Linked DNA regions of Mus musculus: region 2 is linked to region 1. Evidence: chromatin contacts called from public HiChIP or PLAC-seq data. All regions are on one chromosome and are shown on one strand. Each heading gives the region's core, a stretch centred on a gene start, on an enhancer-like site or on the middle of the called end of the contact. The rest is flanking DNA. Distances are from core to core; before and after follow the strand shown.

Region 1 (5,504 bases), core at 1,931-4,430:
TAATTTCAAATCTGGTTAAAAGAGATTTGTTTGGTTTTTAAAAAGCAATAAAATATATGTAAAGACTGGTTTCTTTTGGCTAGAAGACAAGAAGTAATAAGTAAGGGAGTTAAACATTTTAAAATACAAGTCTTAGACACACACAAAAATAATTTTTTTTGCTTCCTGAAAGAAACTCCAATGCCCAATAAGCATGTTAAAATTGTTGTCTGTGGGGCACAGAGAGATGCTTAGTGATTTAGAGCACTGCCTGCTCATCCAGAGGACCCAGGTTTGATTCCCAGCACCCACATGGCAGCTCACAATCGTCTGTAGCTCCAGAACATGATCCCCACTTCTGGCTTCTGTGAGCACCAAACATGCAGGTGGTACACAACAGATAGGCAAAATACTTATACAAATGAACTCAACTAAAAAGCAAAAACAAAATAGAGTACGCCCCCACCAGCCCCCCCAAAAAACCCAACCACTTCAAAATCTTTATTGGAATGGACATGAGAAAAAAAAACATTCAAAACTGGAGTTCAAGGTCATCCTCAGGTATATGAGTTTAGTTTGGGATACATGAGACTCTATCTCAATAAAGAAAATAAACATGTCTCAAATGAAAACGCAGCAGATATGCCCAAATTAACTGAAAATAGGTACTCAAACATTTGAATATCAGCATTTCTGCTATGTAATGGTTTGCATATGGTTGGTCCATAGGAAGTGGCACTATTAGGAGGTGTGGTCCTGTTGGAGGAAGTGTAGCTTTGTTAGAGAAAGTGTGTCACCTAGGGGGTGGGCTTTGAGGCCTCTATGCTCAGGCTCCACCCAGTGTGGTTGGCTTAAGATCGAGATGTACAACTCTCAGCTCCTTCTCTAGCACCAAGTCTGTACGCTGCCATGCTTCCCATCTTGATGATAATAGACTGAACCTCTGAAATTATAAGCAAGCTCCAACTAACTGTTTGCCTTTATAAGAGCTGCCTTGGTCATGGTTCTCCTCACAGCAATGGAATTCCCAACTAAGACACAGTGCATTATGCATGCTAGAAAAAAAGGCCAGAACAACTTTAATGGCAAATTCACAAACAAACTACAGCATATATGTATAATGGAATGCTACTCAGCTCTAACAGGGAATGAAGTGCCAATAAATGCTACATGGACTAATTAAAAAAAACCCAAGCTAAGTGAAGTTAAGCATTTGGTGTATATCCCTGTGTCCCACTTGGGGGTCGGCACTAAGGTGTAAGGACTAATTGAGCTCAGGAGGAGACTCTCTAGGGACTGGAGAAATGGCTCCTCCATGCTTAGGTGCACAGGCCTGGGTTGGATTACCAGAACTCAATGCAGTAGTTACAGCCATTTGTAAGTCCAGATCTGGGTGACCTGATGTCCTCTTCTAACTTCTGCAGGCACCAGGCACTTACATGGCACACAGACACACATGAAGGGAATACACCCAGACAGAAAAACAGTTTAAGCCGGTTATGGTGGCGCTCGCCTTTAATCCCAGCACTCGGGAGGCAGAGGCAGGCGGATTTCTGAGTTCGAGGCCAGCCTGGTCTACAGAGTGAGTTCCAGGACAGCCAGGGCTATACAGAGAAACCCTGTCTCGAAAAAACTAAAACAACAACAACAACATTTAAAAATGGTAATAATAATAATAATAATAAAAGAAAGAAGTGGACAGTTGTAGCTCGGGCCTTTAATCCCAGCAATCAGGAGGCCAAAGCAAGGGATCTCTGAGAGTTCAAGGCCAGACTGGTCTACAAAGAATAGTTTCAGGACAGCCACAGCTATGCAGAGAAACCCTATCTTGAAAAACTAAAAACAAAAACAGCAAAAAACCAAAATCAAACAAACAAACAAAAAAGAAACCCCCAAACCCAAAACTTTCCAAAACAGCAAGAAAAGGTGAAGAGAGTTTTTTGAGTGGCTATCATGTACTGCTCCAGAGCTACAGAATATCATGGAGCTCAGGAGCTTTGTCACCACCTTCCACATTCTTTTAGCTGCTAAAAATGTCACTAAATACCACCTGCTTCTTAAAGGGGAAAAATAGAGGCTCAGTGATGGCATACTTTCCAAGCTTGAGAAAATCTGCTTCAGTTTGATCCCCAGTTCGTCCATTACCATAAAAAGATAAAACTCACTTTTAGTCATAAAACTGAGGAAAGAGGCAAGAGCATCTCTAGGAGTTTGAAGTCAGCCTGGTCTACATTGTTCCAGACCATTCAAGTTAGATGGTAAGCCTTGTCTCAAAAATAAAACAATAAAATGGAAAAAAACTCAAATATAAAATTTAGGACAGCCGGGCGGTGGTGTCCCACGCCTTTAATCCCAGCACTTGGGAGGCAGAGGCAGGCGGATTTCTGAGTTCGAGGCCAGCCTGGTCTACAGAGTGAGCTCCAGGATGGCCAGGGCTACACAGAGAAACCCTGTCTGGGAAAAAAAAAAAATTAGGACAAACTACTCTAAAAATTTGTGATTCTGGCCTTTTTTTTTTTTAAAAGATTTATTTTATATGTATCAATATATTATTGCTCTCTTCAGACACACCAGATACCAGAAGAGGGCATCAGATCCCATTACAGATGGTTATGAGCCACCATGTGATTGCTGGAAATTGAACCTCTGGAAGAGCAGTCAGTGCTCTTAACCGCTGAGCCATCTTTCCAGCCCGATCCTGGCCTTTCTTATGGTCTCCACAGTTCAGAAACCCAAACTTTAGAAGTCACCTTTCCTCACCCACAACTCCAAGGCAGTATTCCAAGTCCTGTTTCTTGCAATACAAGTTACCTTGTAGGCATTCACACTCAAAATGAATACCTACCACTTTCTGCTGACTGAAAGCCAAACATTCTTGTCTAGGATAACTTATCATAACTTAATATGGTCTTCAGAAGGGACAAACAGGCTCCTGAGGCAACAGAATTAACAGCTAACATGCTTCAATTTTCTTCTAATATAACAGGTAGAAAGGACAGGAAGCTAGTTCTGGGAGCTCTGTTACCCAAGACAAAAGACAAGTTTACTTTGACCTTTTTGGGAGAAGAGAAAGAACTTTTGTCATTTAAAATAAATGTGGCAACCCCTCGGGAGCCTTAAACAGATTCTGATTAAACACTTGAGTGTTTACAGCAGTGCTGATGACTTGGTAAACCATGTAAACAATGTACACCGAGCCACATCCCAGACCAACATTTCAACCTTTTGTTTTATTGAAGACAGTTTCAGTCTGGCTTCCTGAGTGCTGGGAACAGAGGCGTGAGCTACCAAAGTTGGCCCACATTACTTTCCTTAATTAGTAAAATGACATTCTAAATTCAAGGGCTGGACAGATGGCTCAGCCATTAAGATGGTACACAACCATGAAGTACAGAGTTCATATCCCAGCATCCACAGAACAAGCCAGGCAGTCTACATATTCCTGTAATCTCAGCTCCATAGGGAGTGGGGTGGAAATAGGACTATCACTGGGGCTTGCTGGTCTCTAGCTTAGCCAAGATCCTGCCTCAGATGAACAGGTAGAATACAAAGACACCTGACACCTGACAGACACTCTATTATAACTTTTGTGTGCACACATAGTCATGAGTACCTACATATATCGTACACAAAACAAGCACACACACACAATATAAAAGTCAAGACAAGATTATGACTTTCTCAATAATTTTTGTCTGGATGAAGTGAAATAGTATACTTACTTTATTTTTTACTTAAATTAATTACACTAGGTGACGGTGGTACATGCCTTTAATCCCAGTACTCGGGAGGCAGAGGCCAACCTGGTGTACAAATTAAGTTCCAGGACAGCCAGAGCTACACAAAGAAACCCTGTCTTGAAAAAACAAAAGTAAATAAGTAAAAATTAATTACATTTTATTTACCTTTTGTATATTTGTTTGTTTTTTAGTAAGTAGCTCTGGCTGTCCTGGAACTCACTATATAGACCAGGCTAACCTCGAAACTCAGAGATCCACCTGCCTTTGGTCCCAAGTGCTGGAACTAATGGCATATGCTACTACACAGGAAAACTTGTCTTAAAAATCAAAAAGGAAGGCACCACTCTGTAGTGGAAATTTTGAGGCCCTGGGATCTATCACGAGAACCACAAACCAACAAAAAGCCGACTACTGAATAATGCACATTAGTACAGAAGGCATAAATATGACCCTAAGCTATTTAGTTTACATTACACTAACAATCACATTTCCAAATGTCCATTCCTATGAACAGACTTCCTTCAGCTTATTAAAGAACTGCATATCAACGCAATGGGAGCCAAAACACTGACCCAACCTACCAAATATCATAGAGCCTAGCCTGACTCAAGCATGCTCATTTATTTATTTATTTATTTATTTATTTATTTATTTATTTATTTATTTAATTTTTTTGGTTTTTCGAGACAGGGTTTCTCTGTATAGCCCTGGCTGTCCTGGAACTCACTTTGTAGACCAGGCTGGCCTCGAACTCAGAAATCCGCCTGCCTCTGCCTCCCGAGTGCTGGGATTAAAAGCGTGTGCCACCACACCGGGCTCATTTTTTAAAAAAAAGATGTATTTATTTATTGAATGTATGTGAGTACACTGTTGCTATCTTCAGACACACCAGAAGAAGGCATTGGATCCCATTACAGATGGTTGTGAGCCACCATGTGGTTGCTGGGAACTAAACTCAGGACTTCTAGAAGAGCAGTCAGTGCTCTTAGCCGTTAAACCATCTCTCTAGCCTCACATGCTCAAATCTTAATTGTTGTAGTTTGGTAAAACCATTTTCACAAAGCATTGTTGGGATAATTTCTTGTGCACTGCGGAAAGATTATCTTTTTATGAAGCATCACCTGTCTCGGTGTTTTGTAAACATGTTCTCCATCACCTTCTGATTGGTTTAATAAAGAGCTGAACGGCCTATAGCAAAGCAGGAGAGGATAGGCCAAACTTCCAGGCAGAGATAGGAACTCTGGGAAAGAGAGAGAGAGGCGGGAGATTTGCCAGCCAGACACAGAGGAAGGAGGAACAGGTACAGGGACTGAGGAAAAGGTAACTAACAAGCCACAGGGTGTGACAGAGCTCGAGGGTCGGGTTTACTTAGATGAGCTAGCTGAGGGTCTGCCAAGCTCAGGCCAAGCTCTCATAATTAATACAAAGTGTCTGTGCATTTACTTGGTGGCCGGTGGGACAAGACATCCTGTGAAATGAAGTGTTTGGCATCTCGTGTAATTTATCAAAAACTGTAATAAATGAAAAAAATAATTATATGGGTAAAGCCTTATACCACTGTGAAGCTGGAGAAAATCTTAAACTGTGAGAAACTAAGTGTACAGACAGCTTACCTTCTTTTCAACACCTCTCTCTTCTCTATGCGGTTGAAGAGCTCCTGCTCCCTCTCCTTCTCCGTCATCTGCTCCAGTCGGGCCCTATCTTCCTCATCTCCCATAAGATCCTCTCCATAGCCATCATGGAATTCTTCATCTTCTGACGAGGAGTCTGAATCTGAACTGGAAG
Region 2 (5,504 bases), core at 1,441-3,940, 130 kb before region 1:
CTCACTCTATAGACCAGGCTGGCCTAGAACTCATAGAGATCACCCTGCCTCTGCCTCCTGAGTGCTGGGACTAACAATGACATGGCTCATTGTACCACTCCTCGCTCTTTCCTTTCCTTTCCTTTCCTTTTCTTTTCTTTCCTTTCCTTTCCTTTCCTTTCCTTTCCTTTCCTTTCCTTTCCTTTCCTTTCCTTTCCTTTCCTTTCCTTTCCTTTCCTTTCCTTCCCCTCTCTCCCCTTCCCCTCCCCTCCCCTCCCTTCCCCTTCCCTTCCCCTTCCCTCCCCTCCCCTTCCCCTCCCCTCCCTTCCCCTCCCCTCCCCTCCCCTCCCCTCCCCTCCCCTCCCCTCCTCTCCTCTCCTCTCCTCTCCTCTCCTCTCCTCTCCTCTCCTCTCCTCTTCTCTTCTCTTCTCTTCTCTTCTCTTCTCTTCTCTTCTCTTCTCTTCTCTTCTCTCTTGTTTTCTCTTGTTTTCTTTAGCAGGACTAGTAAGCACTGGATGGAAGGCTATAGATGGGTGTTTCTAGCCAGTGAGATAACCCACAGAAAGCCCTGATAATCCCAACAAAGGAGAAAGGAAGTTTCTGACTTCTCTGGGTCAAAGAACCTGGAACAGTGTTACGTCACTCCCCGGTTATCCTAGCACTCAACAGGTTGAGGCAGGAGGACCTTGATTTCAAAGCCAGTTCAGGCTGTGTAGTTCATTTTCAGAACAAAAACTCAGATAAGATATAGTGTGGAGTTCTCAGAACCCTGTCTAAAGCAAAGTATAAACAACATGGGTTCCAAGGCGAGGGAGAGACTCTCCACAAGCCAAGAAAAAAGCTAACCCATGAAGCCTGCTCTTCCCATCACTGAAGGTGACACAGGAGAGATAAGAAACAAAGACGCCCATAGCTCATACTTGTTTGCCTGAGGCGTTGGTGAGTGCTGTGTTCATGAATGGCCAACAAATTGAAGGTAGTCATAAGTTAAGTTGACAGCCATGGATGACTTGGTAGTTGAGAGCACTTGTGTATAACCTGGAGGACATGAGTTAGGTTTCTTGTACCCATGTACCAAGCCTGTCATGATCCAGCCCACACCTGTAATTCCAGAGCTGTTGGGCGTTGGGAATGGAGACCAGAGAAAAAGTAATAGAAGAGGACTCTTGGGGCTGGAGAGATGGCTCAGCAGTTAAGAGCACACGGCAGTTGTAACTAACTCCAGTTCCAGAGCTCCTGACACCTTCACAGAGACAAACATGCAGGCAGAACACCAATAAGGAAGAAGGAAGAGGGGAGGAGGAAGAAGAAGAGGACTCTCAACAACCACCTCTGACCTCAGAAAGTAAGCTAAACATAAAAATAAAAGATGTTTGAAAGATAAGAACTGATCATGATGGCACACACCTTTATCTTTTTTTTTTTTTTTTGGTTTTTCGAGACAGGGTTTCTCTGTATAGCCCTGGCTGTCCTGGAACTCACTTTGTAGACCAGGCTGGCCTCGAACTCAGAAACCCACCTGCCTCTGCCTCCTGAGTGCTGGGATTAAAGGCGAGCGCCACCACGCCCGGCTGGCACACACCTTTAATCACAGCACTAGGGAGGCAGAAGCAGGTAATTTCTGTGAATTCAAGGCTAGCCTAATCTATTAAGTACCAGGCCAGCCAGGGCTACATAGAAAGACAGTGTATCAAAAAAAAAAAAAAAAAAAAAAAAAAAAGGGAGCGGAGACTTAGAAAGGTGGTTCAGTGGTTAAGGTCACTGGGTACCCTTCCAGAGGTTCTAAGTTCAATTCCCAGCAACCACTTAGTAGCTCACAACCATCTATAATGTGATCTGATGCCCTCTTCTGGCATGCATACATATATGAAAAAAAATAGGACAAGTTAGGTGTCTTAATGTTTATTTTATGTATATGAGTACACTGTAGCTGTCTTCAGATACACCAGAAGAGCACATCAGATCCCATTACAGATGGTTGTGAGCCACCATGTGGTTGCTGGAAATTGAACTCAGGACTTCTGGAAGAGCAGTCAGTGCTCTTAACCACTGAGCCATCTCTCCAACCCCTAAAAAAAATTTTAAAAAAGAAAGAAAAAAAGATAAGAATGACCTTTCTTTGGAATTTTTTTCTTTCATTTCATCGTTTTATTTTATTTGAGATCGACCACAAACTTGCTACGTAGCCGTTTTAGTTGGAGTTTCTATTGCTGTGCTAAACACTATGACCAAAAGCAACTTGGAGAAATGATTCATTTCGCCTCAAGTTTATACTAAATTGTGAAGGGAGGTAGAGGGAGGAACCTGGAGGCAGGAACTGAAGCAGAGGCCATGGAAGAGTGCTGCTTACTGTGCCCGGCATGGTGGCACATGCCTTTAATCCCAGTACTCAGGAGGCAGAGGCAGGTGGATTTCTGAGTTCGAGGCCAGCCTGGTCTACAAAGTGAGTTCCAGGACAGCCAGCGCTAGGGCTATACAGAGAAGCACCGTCTCGAAAAACCAAAGAGAGGAGAGAGAGAGAGAGAGAGAGAGAGAGAGAATTCCCCACAAACTTGCCCACAGGCCAATCTGATGGAGCCATTTTCTCAGCTGAGGATCGATCCCTCTTCCCAGATGACCCCAGCTGGGTGAGGCTGACAAATAGGTAATCAGCTCAGTAAGTAGCCTAAAATGGCTGGGTGTGTCTGATTGCTGAGAACTGGGATTCCAGACACCATGACCACACCCAGTTTAATCAGCGCTAAAAGATCAAACCCAAGGCTTCATATTTGCTGAGTGTGGGCTTTAACCTCCTCAACCATAAATCTGAAAAACATTTTTTAAAATCAAAGGTAGTTAGCCTTGCCAGAGTTTCCCAACCCCTTTCCTTTTATTCTCTCTTCGTCTGTGTGTTCCTTTGTGGGACACCAAGATTTTTTTTCTAGAAGCATCTATTTTGGGTGGTTTATGAGATAGACTCATGTAGCCCAGGCTGTTCTGGAATGGGCTACACTGCTGAAGATAACTTTGAACTTTTTTTTTTTCGAGACAGGGTTTCTCTGTGTGGCCCTGGATGTCCTGGAACTCATTCTGTAGACCAGGCTGGCCTCAAACTCAGAAATCTGCCTGCCTCTGCCTCCCAATTGCTGGGATCAAAGGCGTGTGCCACCACTGCCCAGCTGACATTGAACTTCTGATGTTCCTGCTTCCATTTTCCAAATGTTAGGATTACAGGGTTGTGCTACTATGTCCAGTCCTATCTTTTTTATTTATTATTTCCTTTTCTCCTGTGTGGCTGGGTTTGGGACACAGGCCTTTGTACATGCTAGACGAGTACCAAGACCATGAACTCACTTAGAACCTCTGCCTTCTGAGTTATGCACCATGATGCATAGCAGAGCAAGCATTTGCTTTTAAAAAAGATTCTCATCTAGGCAGTGGTGACTCTCATGCCTTTAATCAAGTTCCTGGACAGCCAGGGCTACATGGAGAAACCCTGTCTACACAATCCAAAAAACAAAAAAAATAAAAAAGACAAAGGATTCATTTGAGTGTGCATGTGTGTGTGTGAGTGTGCATGTGTGAGCATGTGTGTGTGAGTGCATGTGTGAGCACGTGTGTGTGAGTGTGTGTGTGCAAGCCCATGTGTGTGTGTGCGTGCGTGTGTGCATGTGTGTGTCTGTGTACACATACAAATGCACAGGGAAGCCCAGAGGATAATATTGAGTGTCATTCCTCAAGTCTATCCTTTTTCTCTTTCTTTTTTAAGTATTTGAGACACGTCTCTAGGCTAGCTAGCCTACCTCTGCTTCCCTGGCACTAGGGTTACAAGTGTTTATAACCCTATCTACTGTTTTCTTATGTGGACGCTGGAAGTAAAAATCAGGTCCTCAAACTTGGCGAGCATTGGAGCCACCTTCCCTCCCTAGACTAAAGGTTCTTGCCAGGCTCCATGGGGCAGACCTCTAGTCTAGCACTTGGGAAGTAGAGGCAGGAAGATCAGAAGTTCATGGTCTGCTTGTGTTTGTTTACTGCTTTGTTTTTGTCTCATTATGTAGACGAGGCTGGTCTGGAACTCACAGAGATGCACTTGCATGATGGATAAAGTCTACTTTGAATCAGTGTAAACTGAGTACAGTGATACACCGCTGTTATGCCAGAAGTTGGGAGTCTGAGGCAGGAGGATCTCAAGTTCCAAGTCTGAGGTCAGATGGAAGCACATAGTAAAATTGATAAGGCATAGAGGGGACAGACAGGGCACTTTTATATTCTCTATTACAAAGACATACTTGTGTTCTGGAAAAGTGCTAGGCTGATACCAATAAAAACTAACTGTAATCAGGGTTTCAAGAAATATTTGAACCCAGATATTCAGAGAATAAGGAACTGATACCAAGAGAGGCATACATATCACAAGTGTGGCAGACCTCCTGACTAGAAGGCTGACTGAGCTCTCAGATGCTGACTGCCTCTCTCTTTCTTCCCTGGCTTCTCTGTGCATAATCAGCTATCTAGGAAGGAGATGAGTAGCAGGGTTTTCTTTCTTTCTTTTTTTTTTTTTTTTTAAGATGTTACTCTGGAGCCTCGAGAGTTGGCTCAGTGGTTAAGTGCACTTGCTGATCTTCAAGAGGAGCCAGGTTTGGTTTTTAGCACCTATTTTAATCGTCCTGTAATTTGCGTTCCAGGGGATCTGATGCCCTTTTCTAGCCTCCATAGGCACCTACATTCATATGTGTATAACCACACACTGATACATACACATACTCATACACATAATTAAAAGTAGACTAAGGAGTTGGAAGGAATGCTCAGTAGTTGAGTAGTATTGCTCTTACAGAAGACCTGAGTTTTTGTTTGTTTGTTTGTTTGTTTTGATTTTTCGAGACAGGGTTTCTCTGTATAGCCCTGGCTGTCCTGGAACTCACTTTGTAGACCAGGCTGGTCTCAAACTCAGAAATCCACCTGCCTCTGCCTCCTGAGTGCTGAGACTAAAGGCGTGCACCATCACGCCCGGCAGAAGATCTGAGTTTTATTCCTAGAACCTACTATGAGCAACTGACAAGCTCTTATAACTCCATCTCCAGGATATATGATGCCTCTGGTGATGTACATGTACATGTCTTTAATCCTAGCTCTCAGGAGGCAGAGCCAAGCAGATCTCTGAATTTGAGGCCAACCTGGTCCACAGAGTAAGTTCCAGAACAGCCAGGGCTACACAGAGAAACCCTGTCTTGAAAAAACAAAAAGAAGAAGAGGAGGAGGAAGAGGAGGAGGTGGAGGAGGGAGAGGAGGAGGGAGAGGAGGAGGAAGAGGTAGTTAGTTATAAGCAGCACAATTACACATTTTTGTCTCAAGAAACAAAACAAGGCAGATCTGGAGAGATGGCTTAGAAGGTAAGAACAATTCTTGTTCTTGTAGAGGACTGGGTTCCATTTCTAGGACCTACACAGAGGCCCACTACTGCCCATAAGTTCAGTTTCAGGTGATCCAATGCCTTCTTCTGATCTCCTTGGATACCAGACATGCATATGGTCGGTCTATAGACA

What was found. HiChIP or PLAC-seq counts read pairs in DNA pulled down with a chosen protein or histone mark.
Region 2: an H3K27ac HiChIP or PLAC-seq map of embryonic stem cells shows a contact between it and region 1, with 6 read pairs. The contact joins two enhancer-like sites. A contact is called at or near these places in 1 of 15 datasets of contacts at CTCF or cohesin (large pre-B cells), 4 of 484 Hi-C or Micro-C datasets (cerebral cortex, embryonic stem cells and epidermal suprabasal cells), 3 of 115 datasets of contacts at active chromatin or transcription factors (all in embryonic stem cells) and 2 of 9 other capture datasets (adipose tissue and liver).

The regions. Positions count from the first base shown.
Region 1 is chr2:119,705,472-119,710,975 of GRCm38.p6, reverse strand. Rtf1 (RTF1, Paf1/RNA polymerase II complex component) reads right to left here. Exons shown (of 18, transcript NM_030112.2): 4 at 5,333-5,504; 5 at 1-11. Among named protein-coding and RNA genes, the nearest start is that of Gm25857, 33 kb to the left of the region's middle. Within about 2 kb of position 3,180, at least 5 of the 459 cell types and tissues checked have an H3K27ac peak or open chromatin away from gene starts, as enhancers often do. A contact at or near this core is called in embryonic stem cells, where this site is marked.
Region 2 is chr2:119,831,572-119,837,075 of GRCm38.p6, reverse strand. No RefSeq gene overlaps it. Among named protein-coding and RNA genes, the nearest start is that of Tyro3, 35 kb to the right of the region's middle. Within about 2 kb of position 2,690, at least 9 of the 459 cell types and tissues checked have an H3K27ac peak or open chromatin away from gene starts, as enhancers often do. A contact at or near this core is called in embryonic stem cells, where this site is marked.